Linked DNA regions of Zea mays: region 2 is linked to region 1. A link is a contact called in public Hi-C data. All regions are on one chromosome and are shown on one strand. The core of a region is the stretch at or near the end of the contact, and the rest is flanking DNA. Distances in the headings are between cores, read along the strand shown. Region 1 holds the start of LOC100194121. Region 2 holds the start of LOC100276295.

What was found. A called contact is a pair of places that touch in the nucleus more often than the background predicts.
Region 2: a contact with region 1 is called in a Hi-C map of tassel, with 5 times the contacts expected there. The contact joins the promoter of LOC100276295 here to the promoter of LOC100194121 in region 1. A contact is called at or near these places in 3 of 25 Hi-C or Micro-C datasets (ear, leaf and tassel).

The regions. Positions count from the first base shown.
Region 1 is chr8:10,717,404-10,721,906 of Zm-B73-REFERENCE-NAM-5.0, reverse strand. It overlaps LOC100194121, which reads left to right and starts at 1,905. Exons shown (of 9, transcript NR_183225.1): 1 at 1,905-2,323; 2 at 2,420-2,526; 3 at 3,191-3,432; 4 at 4,220-4,291; 5 at 4,434-4,493.
Region 2 is chr8:11,317,413-11,321,915 of Zm-B73-REFERENCE-NAM-5.0, reverse strand. LOC100276295 reads left to right here and starts at 2,046. Exons shown (of 3, transcript NM_001150119.2): 1 at 2,046-2,211; 2 at 2,310-2,466; 3 at 3,655-4,503. The coding sequence starts at 2,325. The coding sequence ends at 4,445.

The DNA of each region.
Region 1 (4,503 bases), core at 656-3,155:
ATAATATACGAAAGCAAGATCATCTCCAATTTAAATCGATAAAAAGGGTTAAGAAACTATATAAAGGTTTTAAAAAAATAGTATTGTCGCTAATAGATCTTATCGAGATGACATCAAACTCAAAGGCTGCTTAGTTTGGCAGCTGAAATTGCAGTGTCACAAAACAATAATAGCTCTAAGTCCGAGTTCATGGAAGACACGTCAACATAAAACAACAATAATAAAATAAATAAATGAAAAAGAATTATGGTACAATAAGCAAACTAGACCCACACTTTTTGTACGGAGTAACCTGCTAATTTCGATGACATCGAAATAAATCCGCTTTCATCACTACAAGCTTATGAGATAACAAATAATCTCTCTCAGAACCTATTTTTGGAAATATAAGCCCATCCGAAGGAAGGAAAGAAAAAAATATTTAGAGGCGCTTGACAGATCACTAAGGGTGCGTTTGGTTCAGGAACCAACTCGGATGAAGCGGCTCCATTCCAGTATCTAGGAATTGAGCCATTTCATTCTGTGTTTGGCGAGCAAAATGGAACCGCTCTATTTTCTGTTTGATTGAAGAGTATAATAGAGCGGAGCCGCTCCGTTCATTGTTTGGTTAGAGAGTCATATGAGTGTGGAGTGGAGGAGAGGGAGGACGCGAGAGCGCTCGCATCCGGTCGTTTTGGTAGAGCGAGAGCATCCCAAATATTTGCCATATATAGACTCCAGCAGTCACTCCTCTCCTCTATTGGAAACCAAACATCAAAAAAATAAGAATGGAGCCGTTCCATTCATTTCTGCTTCTCAACCAAACACGTCATAAAGTATTGTATCCGTTCTTTTTTGTTTGTCGTGATTTAGTTATTAAAAAATAAGCTAGCGGGCAACAAATATTCTATAGTGGAGATAGTAATATTTTTTTTTCGGTTTAAAAAAATAATGGAGTTCGTTTCCTCTTTGTTGATTTACTTCTCGTCGCTTCCCTAACTTTGTTTGCAAGGGTTAAAAGGACAAAGACGGTTTTTTTTTGCTCCTTTAATTAACTCGCAAGGTTTACCAGCCATCACTCGACATCACGTATTTGCATCGCTCAGAAAAAGGCAACGCGAAAGTCAAACTTAAATCTTCTTTAGAATTTCTCAATTCTATCCAACCCTGAAAATGATTTGAATTTTTAAAGAATACAAATTTCCGGAGGCCTCCGGCTGGAGAGTGGGCATCGTGGTTTAGCGGCAACGGGTAGTGGGTGTAGCAGTCGCGGGAAACGCGTGCAAAGCGGTTAGCCTACTGCTTCCTACTACTCTGCTCCGAGTCCTAGCTAGGGCAGTGGTGGTGGTGGGCCACCGATAAGGAAAAGGAACCCGTCTGCGTTCTTCCAAGTACACGGAGAATCCTGCCGGCCGGATAATGATGGATGGCACATCTCAGCCGTCCATGGTCCATTACAGTGGTAATAACTAGCTCTAGCAGCTCCCATGCCATTCCACGCGCGGCGACAACTCCTGTACTGTACACCGTCATTGTTGCACCGTTATTAGACAGACCATCGGGACATCTCATCCATAAATGTGACTAGACTAGACTAGACAATGGCAGCAGGATTACCGCTGTCTAAGGCCCTGTTCGGTTATTTGGGATTAGAGACCCGGATTAATTTCTAGCCAGATTATTTCTCTAATTTATATAGATTTTGATGAGCTGGAATGAATCCTAGCTTATTCCGTTACAACCGAACGGGCCCTAAGGACGATATCGGCAATCTTACTAGTACTGTTTTTACTGCTACCCAAAAGCATGACCAATTTACCACGATCGAAAGAGAAGGCTCCTTTTTCAGGAGGGGAAAAAAAGTCAAATGGGAAAAGTGACCAAGTACTAAATAAATAGGAGGCCATTCTAGTTCTACGGAAGCATACAAAACAGCTGCAGTTTCAGTGAAGCTGTTGCCGGGCGATGATACGATATGATATGATGTAATAGGATACCAGTGCCATTTCCCACCCATTAACCTTACCTTGCCTCTCTTCTAATTTAAACCTCTGCTGCAAGGGAGCGAGAGAGAGAGAGAGAGGAGAGGCACACAGCGCGCAGAGAGACTAGAGAGAGAGGGTTTGTCCTCCTGCCTGCCTTGGCTTGGCTAGCTTGGCCTCCCCTCCACCTCCATCGGTGTATTACATCCGAGGGCACTCCATCTCTTGCGTCCCTTAACCCCTCCACCAATCCAATCCAATCCCTTAACCCCGCACCGAATCCAGACTTCGAAGCTTCCTCTTCCTCCCGGTCCCGGCCCCGGCCCCGGCCCCGGAGCCCTGTTCTTGGTACTTAGGACAAGGTAAAGATTTGGTTTTTTCTTCTCCCCGTCATCTGGTTCCTCTTCTTCTTCTTCCTGGCGCTGCTGTGTTACTCAGTTAGTTTTAATACTCGCCAGACGCTCCGAGACCCTCGAGATTGAGAGCTCGCTCGCTCGCTCGGTGTCTTCGCCAGCTGCCCACCCTCCTTCCTGCTCGTCCCCCCGCTCGCGCCTCCTCTTCCTCGGTGAGTCTCGGTTTCTTGCTGTTCAGACATTTTTTCTTCTTCTTCTTCTTCTTCTGTCCGTGGTGTACCGTCGATGCAACGCTAATTAAACGCGCTTTCCTCGCACCCCTTGTGCGGCATTTAGCAACCACCAACTCTCATCAATTCGTTCTCCTCCCACAGAAAAGTGGCAGCTTTTTATTCGTCCCACCATATGTTGCCGTGCGCTCCGAGCGTGGAGGGTTTTACCTGTTCTTGGTACACTTGCCGGTTTCGATCCACATCTCACAGCTTTGGCCTCTCTCGGCACAGCGGCTGTAATCCCACTAATCTGATCCCCATTTCTTGCGGTTATCAGTTTGGTATATATATTTTTTTTAAAAAATGAATTACTATTATTTCCAACAAGCGGTTCCGGTTAGTTTCTGTCAGTCAGTTCCTATATCATAAGGGAGCAGTTGCCCGGTTTCCTTGGACATTTGGATCCCCACCGCCTGCGACCGCGTGCTCCTCATTGGGTTTGGCTTCTTGGTCTGCCTCTGGTTACTCTTACCGATGTTTCAAACACAATTTCAATCTGTCAGTTGCGATTGCGTTTGATTGCTTTTTCTGCATCGAGTGTCTGCAATTCGCGAGGATGGTGGCATTGTTTCTGTGAACTGAACCATGGATCACGTGCTCGTAGGACTGATGGGCGACCATCTCGCGTTGATCGTGGACCGGCTGCTGACAGAGTCGACGCTGGAGGCGGCGATCGGCGGTGGGAAGCACATGGTCGATCTGCGTCAGGAGACGGTGGATGTCGAGTACTGCCATCGCGGGCTAGGCGGCGGCTCGGCGACCAAGGTGGTGGAGTGCAGGATTTGCCAGGAGGAGGACTGGGACACCTGCATGGAGGCCCCCTGCGCCTGTTGTGGCAGCCTCAAGGTACCTGACCTTTTTACTCACGCTATTTTTTTTTATTTGAGACCAAAATAAATGCTCTTGGTTAGACAGCAGATTCATGATCTTGCTATGGTGATTATGCAACTGTGTCTCAGTTTCTAAAAAATTGTCTTACAGTTCCTGTTGTCAAATGAAAAGCCGATCCTTCTTTTCAGTAGAAGATGTAGTTGTTGCCACTTGTTGCTACAGTACAATTATGTTGGGCCTCTTTAGATTTTAAAATTGGGCACTAGTTAATATAGTTGACCTAGCATGAGAAATTGTTGGCTTCTATGGTTGGGGTTAGATGTTGTAGGTTGGGCAGTTAGGACTTGGGGGAGTTCCATGTTAACTTGAGGTTGAGGCCTTGAGGGTCATCGGGGACAAGATCTGTGAACCAAATCAACTGTGTTTGTGTCAATGTAGCTTAGAAGGCACTGTCTATTATGTTATGTAGTGGACCTTCCTATTTGACAGTGATGTTATAGTGCGTTGAAATATATAGGGAAGGGGGAGGTGTTGGTGTTTTTCAAAAGATAGGGGGGTGGAGGGAGCTATCTGTTTGAGTGTGACCTTCACGCAATGTGTGCCCTCACTGTATGTGCAAGACAAGAATGTAGTTGAAGCTTAACAGCAACGGAAACACCCTGCTCTTGATCTTATTGCGCGTTCTTGTTTCTGACAGTGGACATATTACCATGCTGTGTGAGAAATGGACTAAGAATAAGATGTACTTTTCAGTTAGCTAGAGTGATTGAATGAAATCAAGCTATTAGTTCCTTTCTTGCAGTATGCGCATCGGAAATGCATTCAGCGCTGGTGCAATGAGAAAGGCGACACTATGTGTGAAATATGCCTGCAGGTAAGAACTTTTAGGAGATCTATGCATATTGTTTATAGGTTAGAAAATTTCAACTGGTGATACAGTTTTAAGTTTTAACATATGTGCAACTATGGAAACATGCCTATGGATTTAATTTTGATATGTTTCTTTAGCAATTCAGGCCAGGTTATACTTCTCCACAACAGCTGTTTCACTATGGAAGTATACCAATGAATTTCAGGTACTCATCT
Region 2 (4,503 bases), core at 797-3,296, 600 kb before region 1:
TTTGATATGAATGGTGATTTGATATGCACTATGTATACCAAACTCTTATGTGCGTCATATATATTCTCTTGTTAGGCTATCTCTAACATTTTTACTTATTGCATCTTTTATTTTAAATTACACTCAACGATATTTTACACATCCATATGCACGATATGCTTATCACAACCTTAGACGATTAGAACAAGGGATCACAATAGATACCCCACAACTCGAAACTCTGTGCTTTTTTATCCATTAGGGTATGGGTGCAAATGAATATAGCTGTCCATGAGTATATTAATGAGAAAAAAATATACTTAGTGAGTTTATAGGTGTGTAGTTTTATGGTATACGAACGAGGAAATTTATGGTTATACATACCTACTAGGCATTTGCAATCCATCTATCCCTTAGACAAGTGGTAAAAAATCATAGTCCAATAATAATGCATGAGCTGGCAGGCCGTAGGGCTATATCTAATTCACGAATTGAATGAACTTAAGTCTATGACATGCTGTAATATCCAAAATTCTATTTTAGGAATTAGGATGATTCTACAACAAATTAATAAATATATATTAATGTCTTTTAATAAGAACTTTCTTTCCTTTAAAGTTAAATCTCCTAAAGATAAATGTGTTTTATAATAAAAATATTAAATAAAAATAATATTATATGGACTAGGTTATCCCTGTGTTGAAGTGCATATTTAAACACAGTCTCTAAAAAATAAGTTAAGCTATCTCTTAACAAAGATTTTTTAGGAATTATATTTTCATAAAACAAGTATATTGTGTGTAATATGAATTATGTTAATATTCATACATGTTAATGTAATATGAATTATGTTAATATTCATACATGTTTTATAGAATGCAAATATGAATGAATTAACGAGATGCAATTACTATCTTCGTTCCTTGCATTCCTGTTTACACATTAAATGATGAAGGTATGTCATTCATGACCTTCGTCTGATGAGCATTATATCTATGAGAAGATTATGCTTCGGAAGATGAAGGTCCCTAATAATTAACAATTGTGTTGCCTCGTTCTTGATTCACAGCATTTGAGAACGAGTGACCAACATACACTAACAAAGACCACCTTAAAAAATGTTGTTTTATGAGGCGATCACCTTAAAATGTTCACCTTTGAAAATCAATTTAAATAGACAGATGTATGAAGACAATCGTCTCTATTAATCAAGCCCCCATAAATTATTTCTAGAGAGTAGAGACGAACATTTTTCTGGGGCTCCGCTGACCATTAACATATTATCTCGCAAAAATCATTTTTATAATAGTCTAAGCAAAGACATGTTTCATATAAAATTGGTTTTATATTTTTTTTTCCACGTTAAAAGATTTTTTCTATGGTTAAATCAAATTATGAAAGTTTTATCTTAATGTTTTTTTCTAGATTTTTTTTTTCTAAAAAATCTACAGCTTTCTGTTAAACTTTAATTGACTACCAAGAAATTTTGCTTTTTATCTTCCTCGTGGTTAATGTGATGACATATCAATCAAAATATTTTTTTAAATCGCTCAAACAGTAAATTTGACCGTTTAAAAATTCTAAGAATCTAAAAATCTAGTTTTTCATTAAGGGAGGCAAATCGAACTTGCAGAATACTTGAAGAGGCCGTATATACAATTTTTCTTGTTATGTACTCTCTTTTTAAAAAATGGTTATGAGATCTGTTCTAGTCATGTAATCAAATATATAATCAATATTTATGTCTTCAAATAAATTTATTATAAGAATATATTATATAATTATTACTTATTATTAATGTTTTATTATAACTAATATCATTTTTATAATTTGAGTCAAAGTTTAAATTATTTGACTTCTCTAAAAACGAAATGTCCAAATCGTTTTTTTTTTGGATCGTGGGAAGAGGTAAACATGTGAAGCCAATATGCAAGCTGCACCAGGTCCATATCATCAATCAATGAGGCCCATGATCATCAGCCCACGGCCCCTTCTCGAGCACCTGCCGTCGTGTGCGCCTCCGCCAGGCCAGGCCGCCTGCGCCGCGTCTGACGTATCTGCCCTTTCCCGCGGCACGCGGCCGAAGGCGTCGTTCCCCCTTCCCCACCGCCTCTTCGCCCGCCGGACGCAAGCCGCCGCAGCTAGCCCGACGCGGACTGAGGAAGCCAACAGGGCGCCAACCGCTGCCACAGCAACTCGCCAGCCGAGTTCTGAAACCACCGAAGGACCTAGGTAAGGATCGACGCTTCAACCCCATTTCCATTGCGCCAACTCTGCCCTCCACCCTGACAAGATTTTCCTCCACTCTGGTCTTTGGATATCGTTGTCAGGCTTCCCACCTATTCATGGCCCGCTGCCTCGTCGCCCGCCACTTACTCCCGCACCTCCGCCTCCGTGCGCCGCGTCTCCTGTCTGTTCCACCGCCGACGCTGGGCATGCTTATCCGCGGTGTCGAAGTGTCGTTTCCTTCGGTTCAGGCGCTTCAAGGTGCAGGCTGTTCGAATTCAGTTGCTTTCTCTTTCCCCCTTCCGGTCTTTGGTGAAGAATAATATGACTTTTATGTCATGGAGCACGATTGGGACGCATGCATCATCGCCACCACCTGCACCTGAAAGTTGCATAATGACGCAGTATTGTTATGCTACAGTGTGCCTAATCCAATTCACTTCATAACAGTGGAGTGTCTGATCTAATTAGTTGAGTCTACTGAGTGGGGCCGTAGTCTGTAGTAACTGTATGCTCAGTGCAGCCGTAGTTTGTTGTGTGCTTGATTCTGTTTACCTGATTTGGGGAAAGAAGATATATAATTGAAGTCTGACACTCTTGCTCTACACTGTATGTTTCGCCTTGGGGGGAAAATGACCAAGTATTTCCTAAGGTTAGGATAACGCAATACTGGGATTTTCAGATGCGCAGAGCACGCCAAAACCTCAGCACTTTCTTCTTTTCTGGTGAAGTGGATTTACGCTACTTGGGCATTTCCCCCCTGTTCGATCCATTATGAAGTGCTCGTGGGTGATGCATAGAGATGGTAGCTCAACTATAGATGGTATGTATTTGTGTTATAGGCTATACCGCTATAGAATTCAGGAGCTGATTTGTTTATTGCAATTCATTGGGACATTATATATGCTCCACAAGGTCAGTAATTTGTTTGAAACCTTTTGTTGCTTCATTTGAATGAGGGTAGCTTGCCAAATACCCCCTCTGACCCCAAAAGTAGGTTGTTCAGGACTGCGACAGTCTCAAATGTGACAGTCTGACTTGCAAAATTTATTAAAGTATAACATTTCTTTTATCGAACATGCAGGAGAGCTGCGTATCTTTGTATTAAGAAGGATAAATAATATACCAATTCAAATAGTGAAATTTATATATTATGTAAGTATTTCCATGATGAATATGATGTCATTTACCATGTATTGTGAATCTATATAACTTGTTGTCTGTGGTTCAAGTTAAAATTTGACTGGATAGTACCCTAAAACAACATACATTTGGAATTTGAAGTAATGGTAGATGATTCAATAAAAGGTGCATTGCTTGATTTAATGTGGTCATGGAGGCAAACTAATAGTTTGATCACTCTAGAATGGTATAGTTTTTTTTTTTTTGTCAATGGATAAACAAACCTTTACGGAGTACAATTTATACTGAAGGGAACTTCTTATCCAGGAACCCGATCCTTTGCTGACGATCGCTCACACTATGATCTGTTTGGTAAAAGAAGGCCTGGGGATGAAGAGTTCAGAAAAGCCTGGCAGGAGGACGTAGATGAAGAGGACTGTCTGTGGACAGGTAGTGAAGATGATGACGACGACGAAGAGAGCGATACAAAACTGGAGAGGGAAATTAAGAAAGTGAAGAGGCAAGCGAAGGAAAATTCAAACCTTATTGATGCTGATGACAGTGACGAGTTAAGAAGTATATGCCCTGAGAGTGATGAAGATGATATGACTCTCTGGAGTGGCAGTGAAGACGACGACGACGACGATATTCCCTCTGAGGCACATCCTAGTGAACGCAGTGACTCATATCTTGATAAGGTGTTTGAATTTGAGGAGTCACCAAAGTACCACACAATCTCAGAGCTGTTGAAAGCAGAGAACGAACCACCTGAGCTATCTCCGGGAAAGCAAGCAAGGAAACTTGCTGTAGAAAATGCTCTTAAGAAGTTAAAGAAAGGCCCTGATGGACGCTACATTAACGTATTTGATGTTGTTACTGATATAGATATCCTGATTGGTGCATTTGAGAACATTGTTTCAGGACCAGAATATGCAGAACTGCGGGAGGGTGGACCAAAAAAGCTCAATATACAGTTCTTTAAGGATATACAGGCACGCATGAGGGACCCAAATTTCAAGTTTTCTCCAGAGTTGAAGTTAAAGCCAAAGAGTAAGTTAGTGTCTAGGAAAAAATGGCAGAAAGCCAAAGCTAGGAAGAGGAAAAATGACAGACGTTGAGGTGATCATACCTCGTAATGTATTCATCTCTCTTTCCCACATCAGAATGCTTTCTTCA